3 separate regions of the Mus musculus genome follow, and all the other regions are linked to region 3. The links are chromatin contacts, called in public promoter capture Hi-C maps. All regions are on one chromosome and are shown on one strand. Each heading gives the region's core, a stretch centred on a gene start, on an enhancer-like site or on the middle of the called end of the contact. The rest is flanking DNA. Distances are from core to core; before and after follow the strand shown.

Region 1 (3,392 bases), core at 347-2,846, 150 kb after region 3:
TACATGGACACTCAAAACCTGAGATTTCCCCAGAGCCAACAAGACTTGGTTTTAAGCATCAAGAGACAGACTTGAAATAGATTATGCTTGCCAACCCCTAGCCATCACTAACTCACACTCCCCATATAGGGGTAAGTTTGAAATACTCCAAGATCCTTACTGCTTACCACACTCCACTTCGATATGCCTGAGCGGAAGGAAATCCAAAAAGACAGTTTGATTACCCCAAATACACCATCCACCTCCTCCAGACCCCACGATCAGTATGGCTTGCCTCCAAAGACAGGGTACCATCCTCTTCTGAGAAGGGTGTGGAGGTCTTTTCAGGTTCTGTATCTTCAGGCCGGATCCCATGCAGGCGCAGCCCATCGCTGCCATAGCCAGAGGAGGATGGCAAAATGCTCACAGTGATGCCACTGACAGATAAATCACTCTGAGAAGCAGGCATTATGGGACCCTTGCAGGACACGAGACCTACATGGGTAGGCTCTGTGTGAATAGGGTCTCCTGACTGTTTTGGTATTGATGAAGCAACAGAACACTTAGCAATCCAAGAACCTGTGGGAGGGGCACTTGGAACACTCTTGGTTCTTCCCCCCACACTCCAGCCCTCTGAAGGTTGGTCTTGATCTACTGTTTCAGAGGGGTAATCCGTCCGAGGCAAAGTGCTGCTCCGATGTCGATGTCTGAGCAGAGTGCCTCCCTGCTCCACTGCAGTCTCTCCCTGCAAAGGCAACAGCACAGCCCTGCTGCTGCAGGATGCTGTCCTCGGAAATTCCACCAGTTGGCTCACAGACTTCTCACAGTTCCTTTCTGCTGGGTTATCAAGCAGGTGAGCAATGACTGTCATACCCTCTTCCAGGGAATCCCAGGCCCCTCCAACAACTGATGACTCATTCTCCAACAAAAGGTGAGCAGTCTGGATCTCTGCTTGGAAGCTCTCCTTTACCTGCACAATCATCCCTTGATCGCCCACCCCTGAGTTGGGAGCTGAGTCTCCGGGCAGGAAAATGTCTGATGGGGGGTGCTCTGCCCCTCCCACTCCGGGCTCCTTTGGGAGCCTCGCTGTTAACTTCGTTAGGGTTTCAGTCTCTTCAATGACTCCAGTGCCTTCCAAAGCTTCCTCCCTGTGAGATGCTTCTGGAGTAAGGATTTTCTTCCCTCTCCACTTCCTTTTGAACCGAACCCTCTTCTTAGGAGATATGGGAGCCTTCTCAGGAACAGCTATGGACTCTTTCGGCTCCTTAACACAGCCCAGTGAATTTCCCATTTCTTTCCTCTCTCAATCTCAGAAAATAAAGCAGTTGAATCAGTCCTCGGATCCCAGAGGCATTCCAATGTCGGCTTCATCGGACTCGATGCACATTCAAAAGAACCAAAAACCAAAAAACATGCACTATGCCGGCAATCCCTCCAATCCTTTCTCCCTCCCTCCCCGCCTCTCTCTGTCTCTTCCAGCCGCTCGATTCAGACAGCCATCTTACAGGCTCAGAGCTGCAACAAGACAAATTTCAAAGCATCTCACTGCAGTTCAGAAATCACTTGACCTAAAAGCAGACAGAAACCGGATTGGCTGCCGCTTCCTCTCTCCAAATATGAGGTAATTGGAGCACTGCCCTCAGTAACACAAACAGAACGCAAAAAGGAGCTAGAAACCAGGGAGAGGGAGGAGGAGGGGAGAACGTAAGAGTAAATGGAAAGGGGAGGGGAAAGGAAGAGAGAGAGGTAGCCGGAGAGAGGAGGAGGAGAACAATATCAAAGAGGGGGTGGGGAGAGCAAACCAGCTCAGTGGGTACTAACTAGCAAGGGAAGGGAAGGGCCAGGTAGACAAGACCAGAGAAGCCGCAATGAAAGCTCCCAACCTATGAAATGAAATATGTTTTAATCACTGCTCCAAGACGCCCAAAGGAAAAGAGCAAGCAAGATATACATAATCAAATTTTAACCTAAGAAAGATTAGAGCCCACTCCTTCCATTAAGAAAAGAAACAGGGGTATGAACAATCCAGCCTCCTGTGGCATATATGGCCAGCTCCAAAGAGTAACATCCACTAATTCGGATGGCCAGACACACTGATGAAAAACCTGGAAATTGATTTTGAGTATAGTATGTTAAGCCTCAGGGACAGGTGATCACTTGTCAATACAATATAAAAGTCAGACAACAGTATTTGACATAAGTGTTCAATAGTAATCATCAGTACTGCCTTTGCCACAGTTAGCTATCGTATTTTGAGTACTTGCTATATAACAAGTTCTATGTGAAGATACACACATATATAACATATATATAATGTAACAGGATAATATATATTATTCTGTTATATTCTCACAGCAGCCATGTGTGGCCCAATTTTTAAGTAAAGAAAACTCAGATTTAAGAAAGCTGATTAACTTGTCCAAGTTGAAATAACTGAGGACGGGGAAGACACAAGCCATTTAGACTTCATGTTAACACGACAAAATGGTTGATGTGTGTAATCTCAGCTACTGGGAGGCTAAAAAGGAAGAATTTCAAAGCAAGTCTGAAGCTAGCCTGGACTACTGAGTGAAACCCTGTCTCGAAAATACCCATAGAATAAAAGAGAGACTTTTCATTTCAGCTCCATTAATTACTAGAGGGAGAAAAATCTGCTCTCCACTGCCATAAAACAAGAAGATATTCCCATAGTTCTAAACTAGCAGCTAGACTCTGTAGCCAAGCAACGAAGAAATAACACTTGCTGCTGACTGGGGAGAGCAGCTGAGGGACTGAAACCCAGGTGATTTTCACTCAGACTGATGTAAGTAAGGCTCATAGACCACACCCTGCGCTGCCAGCCAGCAGAATTCCTCCACCAGGTTTCCAGCACACTGCCTAACACATGCAATCGAAGGCTCTCTGAATGGAGTGGGAGAAAAGAGGTATGCATGTTTCTTCTCTGTTGTAGCAGTTTATCTTTCATGTTCCTGCAGTGCCAGGAATCAAATAGAGGGCCTTGTACATGCTAGAGGCATATGCACCACCACTAAGCCACATACACACTGTGTATGTATGTATGTACATGAATGTAATGGGATTTTGCTATGTTGTCCTGGCTATGTAAGCTCAAAAAACATATACCAGCACAGCCCTATCACCTTTCCTGAAGAGTCTTCCCAGAAGGAAAGCAACTAGAGACCCTAAAGCCCCGGCCGGCCGGCTCTTGTGTAGCTACAGTGGGTGCTTCTTCCCTTAGTCTGGCACTAAAGGGCCAGCAAAACTGCAGCGCCATCTTATGGACATCACAGCACACAGCAAGTCAGAGCAAGGGAAACTCAGATCAGTTCACCAGCAAAAAATCATGACATTACAACCAAATTGTTCGTGCGGCCACCAAACCTTCACAAATACAATGAAGAAAGCAGAAATAA
Region 2 (3,402 bases), core at 789-3,288, 200 kb after region 3:
CTTAAAAGGGAGTCAATGGCTCTTAAATCCCATAAAACATTCTATACTGAAGATAAACTTTAAAGCCATTAACCAATCTCATTCCTATAATGCACTAGAAAGGAAAACTGCAGACTCTATCTAAATGTCATCTTCATTTTATAAATGACAAATCATAGATTCAAACACTGCCTACCCTTTTCTTTCTGATTTTCAGACTGAACCCAGGGGCTTATACTAGGCTAAGCCCGCATCTGTGGTTATTTTGAGACAAAGGCTCACTACATAGATTCCCTCGAGATCTCCCAGCTTTAGCTTTCTTAGCTCTAGTACTCCAGATGCATGTCACTGGCCCAGCCACCCATTTCTTTCTAATACAAGCTCAAATACAAGCATGTCACTTTGGGCTGCCCCTTAAACATAGCACCATACAAGCACACATACATAATTGTAAATGTCTGCCTCTGTTTCTGCTGATAGAGCCACACAGTGAACCTGAATACTTAGCCAACAGCTTTTCTGGGACTTAACCAGAAAAGGACACTGGGGAATCAACAGGGTCTAATTCTAATTCTGTCAAGCATTGGTGAACTTTTCATAGAAATATAAGTAATAGGTCATCAAGCCCTGTCTTAGCTTAAAGAGACCAGTAACAAGTACCTAAGTAGAAGAAGGTTATCAGTGACAATATTAAAAGCCTGAAATCCAAGGGTGTCCTCCAGGACAAGTATACCTATAGTCCTCACACACAGCCACTTAGAGCCAGGTGTACTTGGGGCTGGTCCTGACAGTTGGCAGTCAGAAAGCATGGAGGACAGCATAAGGAACAGAGGGATCTCCAAAGCTCCAGTGCCACAATGATCAGAGTCTGATTTCCTGGGGACAAAACAACCACCAGCTTCCTAACACTTGTGGCTTAGGTATAGCCCCAGGAAGGAGCAGTAACAATTGCATCAAAGAGCAACACAGAATGTACCCCAGAAAGGAGGCCACACAGCCCTTCCCTTGTAACCACCCTCCTCTTTTGCCTACACCCATCCCACACTTCAGAAGGCAACGGATTCCAAAACTCCATTCGGTGATTGAGAAAGCAAAGGAAGGAAGGCCTTAATCCTCCGAGGCAGGACACTAGAGCAATGGGCACTTCCCTTCAACAGCGAAACCAGTCATCATCTCATCTACCCAGGCCCTCAGCCAGTGTCACAAGAACAGGAAGGAGTCTGACTGACTGGCTTGAGCTCGGGGCTCGCGCTCTCCCTCCCTCCCTCCCTCCCTCCCTCCCTCCCTCCCCCCCCCCCTCTCTCTCTCTCCCTCCCTCTCTCTCTCTCTCTCTCTCTCTCTCTCTCTCTCTCTCTCTCTCTCCCTCTCCCTCTCCCTCTCCCTCTCCCTCTCCCTCTCCCTCTCCCTCTCCCTCTCCCTCTCCCTCTCTCCCCCTCTCCCCCTCTCCTTTTCTCCCTCTCTCCCTCTCCCTCCCCTCTCCCTGTGTCTTTCCCCTCCATCCCCTGACAGCACAACAGCTGAAGGGTGCACTGGCCCTTTAAAGCAAGCAATCAAGTGGGAAGATCTCCCCGCTTTACCCCACCCTAAGAGCCCCACAGAAGATTCAAGAAGGGAGGCACCACTTAGTTACCTGCTCTGTCTCTGGCACAGCTCTTCCAGTACAGAATACCAGCAATTCCAAGAATGTGAGTCAAAATAAAGAGGGTTGGCGGCAAATAAGATGAATCTAAAAGAGGCATTTCCAGGCCTGCTCTTTCTCCTCCTTTAGTGAGCCTCACACGGGCACACAGGCGGAGCCCAGGGCTGCCTCGGGATGCCTTTCTCCTGAGCTTATGCTGCCCCTTACTATCAGCTCAGCGGCAGAGGCAGATGCCCAGGCTTAATGTGGTCAGAAACTTCCTGGCAGCTTCTTCCATCTCGACTCTGCGCTTTTTGCAGCAAACTACTGGGACTAAAACTACAGTGTGTCTCAGACAAAGCCCAGAAAGCAACTGGTTGGCGGGGGAGGGGGAAGGGAAGGAGGAAGAAGAGTGAGAAGGAGGCCAAAGTCAGTGTAGAGCTGACTCAAACCTCTATCTTTGGCATCCTCTGGTCAGCTTAAACAAACCTCAGACCTTTCTACAAGAGGGGAGGGTGTCAGAGGACCAGAGGACGTCACACTCTGAACTTTCCATTCTCTGACTGATTGGAATGCCAGACTTCAGGATGTAGCCAGAAGAAAAGAGTCACAGAAGCACTGGAGAAACTCTAGCAGGGAGGAGGCAAAGTATACAAGAGCCTTGGCACAGCCAGAGCGCAACCTTCCACAGCCCAAACTAGAGAAGAGTCCACAGACCCCATCTCACAGAGCGGAGGGAGCACTGGGTATCAGGGGAGCAAGCGGCTCCACAAGTACAGCCTGGCACTTTTTAGGGGTTACGGAGAAAAAAAAAAACAAAAAACTAAATAAAACTTTCCATCAGCAGGGTCAGGGGGTATGGGATGGACATCAAGAACTAAAAGAGAGCAGAAAACCAAATCTTCCACAAAACCAGGGCCTGCTTATAGACCTGATGTGGGTACTGTAACAGCTACTGAATCCTTACCACTACTGAAAGAAAGCCAGATTGGCTCAAATGAAAAAATGCAATTATTCCAAGTTCTGGCAAGGACTGGGGAGGGATAAACTACAAGAACTACTTCAGAAAAGAGTTAGTCAAATGCTTATGAAGTTAACCATTCAAATACAAGCAAACTTGCTGAGAACAATCACACAAAATGAAAAGAAAGGCCCACACAGAGATCTGTATATGAATGTTAAATTACCAACACTATACAAGATAATAACTCAAATTTATTAAGTGGTGAACTTTTAATCAAAGTGTAGTGTGTCCATACACAGAACCACTTCTCTGCAATAAAAAGAAAGTTAGGAATACATTCAAGTATTGTATGTCTACATGTGAGAGAAATCAAACACAAAAGGCTACATACAATAGGAAAACAATAGATAAAAGCAAAAGAGATGGGGCGCACTACAAGAGCTGGCTCAAGAAAGCTGTGGGGTTCTGGAAGTGTTCTACGTATTATAATTTTCTCTCATCTGTCGAAATACAGTAAACTGCACATCAGAAAGTGTGAGCTGTGTGACACACACAAACCTAATAAAATACGTTTAAAAGCTAGCAAGGAAAAAAAAAAGCTAGCAAGGAGTTTACACAATCTAAATCTAAATTAAATGAGCCACCACTACCTCTCTCAAAAAGTTATTTTATGAAGTGCAGTGTGGACACACTTGCTCCCAACAGCTGAGAGTAGTCCACCACTGTCCTCTGCAACACTTGCCACCCTCCACTCAGGAAAGGTTACAGTCATGGACGCACTTCCACTACTACACCAAGTTTCATGAATATTTAAAAATGCAAATTAGTCAAGTGTAATGGT
Region 3 (3,461 bases), core at 671-3,170:
ATTATTATATCTAAGTACACTGCAGCTGTCTTCAGACACACCAGAAGAGGGCATCAGATCTCATTATGGATGGTTGTGAGCCACCATATGGTTGCTGGGATTTGAACTCAGGACCTTTGGAAGAGCAGTCAGTACTCTTAACCACTGAGCCATCTCTCCAGCCCCATCTTCTTCTTCTTATGTGTCAACACAGACCTTGAAAAAGCCTGTATCTAGGTGTTGCTGGCATGATCTGTCAAGGCCTATAGGACACAGGAAACTAAGAATGAAGACAAAAAGACTAGGGACACCGGTGTGGCTCTATTCCTTCTGCTCCTGTTTCTATTTTCAGTTTCTCCCTCTCTTATTCATATTTATTTCCATCTTAGTAAAACATCTATTTTATGTGTATGGATATTTTGCCTGTACGTATGTGTACGATACTGGAAGAGGCCCGAGAGGGTGCTGGCTCTCCTGGAATGAAGTTACAGACAGCTGTGAGCCACCACATGGGTGCTGGCAACTGAATGTCTGCAAGCAGCATGTGCTCCTAACTGCTCAGCCGTCACACCAGTCCTCTTATTCCTGTATTTTAAAGCATATTTTGGAAAAATATGATGACAGTCATAAAACACTGTATTTTGAAATTCCCCCCTCAACAAAATGCAACGATAAAACTAAGATTAAAGTAACTGGCTAGGTAACATGAAACATTTCCTCACTTCCGTAAGAGTTGGACAAACCTCTAGATGCCATGTTATAGTATACAGTGTGCTGAGTGGTTTTAGGAGATCAGACAAGGACCAAAGGCCAGTAACAAATAAAGGCTAGTCAAATAAAGGCATGCGTAGGTGAGAAGTAAAATGGATTTGAATATGATAACATACACTTACAATCCGAGAATTGTGATAGTGTGTTCAAGGGACTCCCTTGGGAGTTCAAGGGTAATCTGGGTACATACTAAGAACCTGTCTCAAACTCTAGCCAACCAACAAACAAAAATCAGAAAGGGAAATGTTGTACAGTTTCTTTTAGAAACTATGTTCATTAAGTTCTTTAAGGACTATACTAGTTTAAAGCCAACAAGAGGGGCCAGAGCGATGACTCAGTGAGAGATAACTCAGTGAGAGATGACTCAGTGAGAGACGACTCAGTGAGAGACGACTCAGTGAGAGACGACTCAGTGAGAGACGACTCAGTGAGAGACGACTCAGTGAGAGACGACTCAGTGAGAGACGACTCAGTGAGAGACGACTCAGTGAGAGACGACTCAGTGAGAGACGACTCCGTGAGAGACGACTCAGTGAGAGACGACTCCGTGGCTGGGGCACTGGTTGCTTGCAGAAGACTTGGGTTCAATTCCCAGCACACCTATGGTGGCTCAAAACTGTAACTCCAGTTCTAGGGGATCTGATGCCCTGTCTGGTCTCCTTGGGCACTACTCAGGAGGCAGGAGAGAGCAGGTCTCTGTGAGTTCGAGGCCATCCTACTTTACAGCATGAGTTCCAGGACAGCCAGAACAGGGAGAAACCCTATCCCCAAAAAAAACATAAACAAAAAAAGAACGCTGCTGATGAGCAGCACAATACCTCTCTGGTTCCTGCTGAGTACACGGACAGTTCATTTGGCATTTACAAGCAAATGCTGCTTTTTGTTAGCAGTGAGACAATTCTCAGCATGGTTGAGTAGCACAGATTACCATTCCTTGAGACTAGATTACCTTATGGGTGTCAATGAGAGATTGTAGGGCCTCCGTGTCATCAGGAAGGGCTCCTCGAAAGCGAAGTGTTTGTTCTGCTTCAGAAAGCCACTCCAACAGCATATGGACCGTGTCCCGAAACTCTTCTGCCTGAAATAACCAAGCACAAGAAGATCTGGCCTCCCCCTGCAGCTGGGGCACTAGACACTAGAGTTTGCTGGGGAAACATCCAGGACTACATTCTACCAGAGGCCAAAGGTCATCTTAATTTGTAGACCTTTGAAAACAAGCTCAATGACTGATCAAAGTCCTGTAGAATGTTCAGAATACAACGTTATTTTCATTTCAAGACTGTGGGACTTCATGATGCTGGTAAAGAAACTCAGATCTATATGCTTGGGTCCCAAGCCATGGCTTGAGCCCAAAAATTTATCTCACCTGTTTTAAGGCTTGCTCAAGCCGGCTTTGCTTGGAAACAGAGAGTTTACACACCGTGTCCCAGCGAGTGCTAAGCTCCTGGAGCTGCCCCTTTACCCACGTGGTGTCATCTCTGCTGCCCTCAATCAGTTCTCTGCCTGATCGTTTCAGGACCTGAACTGTGCCGGTTCTCTTTCCCAGTTCTTTTTGGAAAACCTGGTTAAAGAAGAAGTTGGGAATTAGTTGTTGGTAAATTATTTTTTTCAATTTTTAAGAATTATTTTCTCTTGTGTAGGAGTGTTTAGCTTGCAGTCTATATGCCACGTGCATGCCTTAGTTCCAATGGAGGCCAGAGAAGGTGTCAGATCCCTTGGAATTGGAACTACAGATGGTTGTAAGTCACCATGTGGGTGCTGGGAACTGAAACCAGGATCTCTGAAAGAACAAACGTGCTCTTAACTGGTGAGCAGTCTCTCTAGCCCTGTGTCTGATAAATGCTTTGTGTAAGAGTAAAACCACAGAACAAGCAGTCTCCTTGGTAGGGTCTTGTCATATGTCTTATTTATGCAGAGAGAACAAGTAGGTGACTTTCAAGATGTCTGCACCACCAATCTCATTCTCCTTCGATGCCTATGCTTTACTCTATTCAACCTGCTCTCTCTCTCTCTCTCTCTCTCTCTCTCTCTCTCTCTCTCTCTCTCTCTCTCTCTGTGTGTGTGTGTGTGTGTGTGTGTGTGTGTGTGTGTTAAGACACACAAAAAAAAAATCAGCAGCTCTAGCTATGAATGTCAGCTCAGGCATCTGACCTGCTTGACTTTGGGAAAGGTGCTTACTTTACCTAATCTAAAAAACTCGAATAATTATACCAGTATTTCTAGAATTGAGGGAGATAAGAAAGAACATACCTGAAGTACAGAGAATGTGATAAATTACACTTAGTTCTGTTTTTGTTTATATGTGTAGACAGTTATGGAAATGAGAGAATAACTTGCTAGAGTCATTTCTCTCCTTTTACCATGTAGGTTCCAGGGATTGAACCTGGGTTGTCAGGCTTGGCAGCAAGCCCCATCCCTGTTAAGCTCTCTCACTGGCCCATAGAATGTTTCAAGGCAAAATAGAATGTTTTGTATTAAAACAGAAGAATATCATACAGCTCAATACAACAGGTGCAGGGCAGATGAACTGGTGGTATATATGGTGGTAGGCTTGTTACTATACAAAGTGGTTAGAAATAAATTCTCCCATTCCCATAGGTGTTAGTGGAAATGGATTTCTTTACAGTTTTCCCCTGAATGCAATTTCAACTTATATTGGATGAAGAGATAAACAGGGAGAACCTCTTCACATGCCTCCAAGTCTGAATCAA

The links. Capture Hi-C pulls out chosen DNA fragments and counts their contacts.
Region 1: a promoter capture Hi-C map of liver shows a contact between it and region 3. The contact joins two enhancer-like sites. A contact is called at or near these places in 6 of 484 Hi-C or Micro-C datasets (the Ba/F3 cell line, the G1E-ER4 cell line, alveolar type 2 cells and 2 more) and 4 of 9 other capture datasets (adipose tissue, embryonic stem cells, liver and 1 more).
Region 2: a promoter capture Hi-C map of liver shows a contact between it and region 3. The contact joins two enhancer-like sites. A contact is called at or near these places in 1 of 484 Hi-C or Micro-C datasets (group 2 innate lymphoid cells) and 2 of 9 other capture datasets (adipose tissue and liver).

What each region holds. Positions count from the first base shown.
Region 1 is chr4:123,526,190-123,529,581 of GRCm38.p6, forward strand. All of the region lies in intron 5 of Macf1 (microtubule-actin crosslinking factor 1), which reads right to left. Among named protein-coding and RNA genes, the nearest start is that of Gm31156, 24 kb to the right of the region's middle. Within about 2 kb of position 1,597, at least 116 of the 459 cell types and tissues checked have an H3K27ac peak or open chromatin away from gene starts, as enhancers often do. A contact at or near this core is called in liver, where this site is marked.
Region 2 is chr4:123,571,008-123,574,409 of GRCm38.p6, forward strand. The region is part of intron 1 of Macf1 (microtubule-actin crosslinking factor 1); the gene reads right to left. Among named protein-coding and RNA genes, the nearest start is that of Gm31156, 21 kb to the left of the region's middle. Within about 2 kb of position 2,039, at least 346 of the 459 cell types and tissues checked have an H3K27ac peak or open chromatin away from gene starts, as enhancers often do. A contact at or near this core is called in liver, where this site is marked.
Region 3 is chr4:123,372,616-123,376,076 of GRCm38.p6, forward strand. Macf1 (microtubule-actin crosslinking factor 1) reads right to left here. Exons shown (of 98, transcript NM_001199136.1): 84 at 2,117-2,311; 85 at 1,700-1,828. Among named protein-coding and RNA genes, the nearest start is that of Bmp8a, 31 kb to the left of the region's middle. Within about 2 kb of position 1,921, at least 4 of the 459 cell types and tissues checked have an H3K27ac peak or open chromatin away from gene starts, as enhancers often do. A contact at or near this core is called in liver, where this site is marked.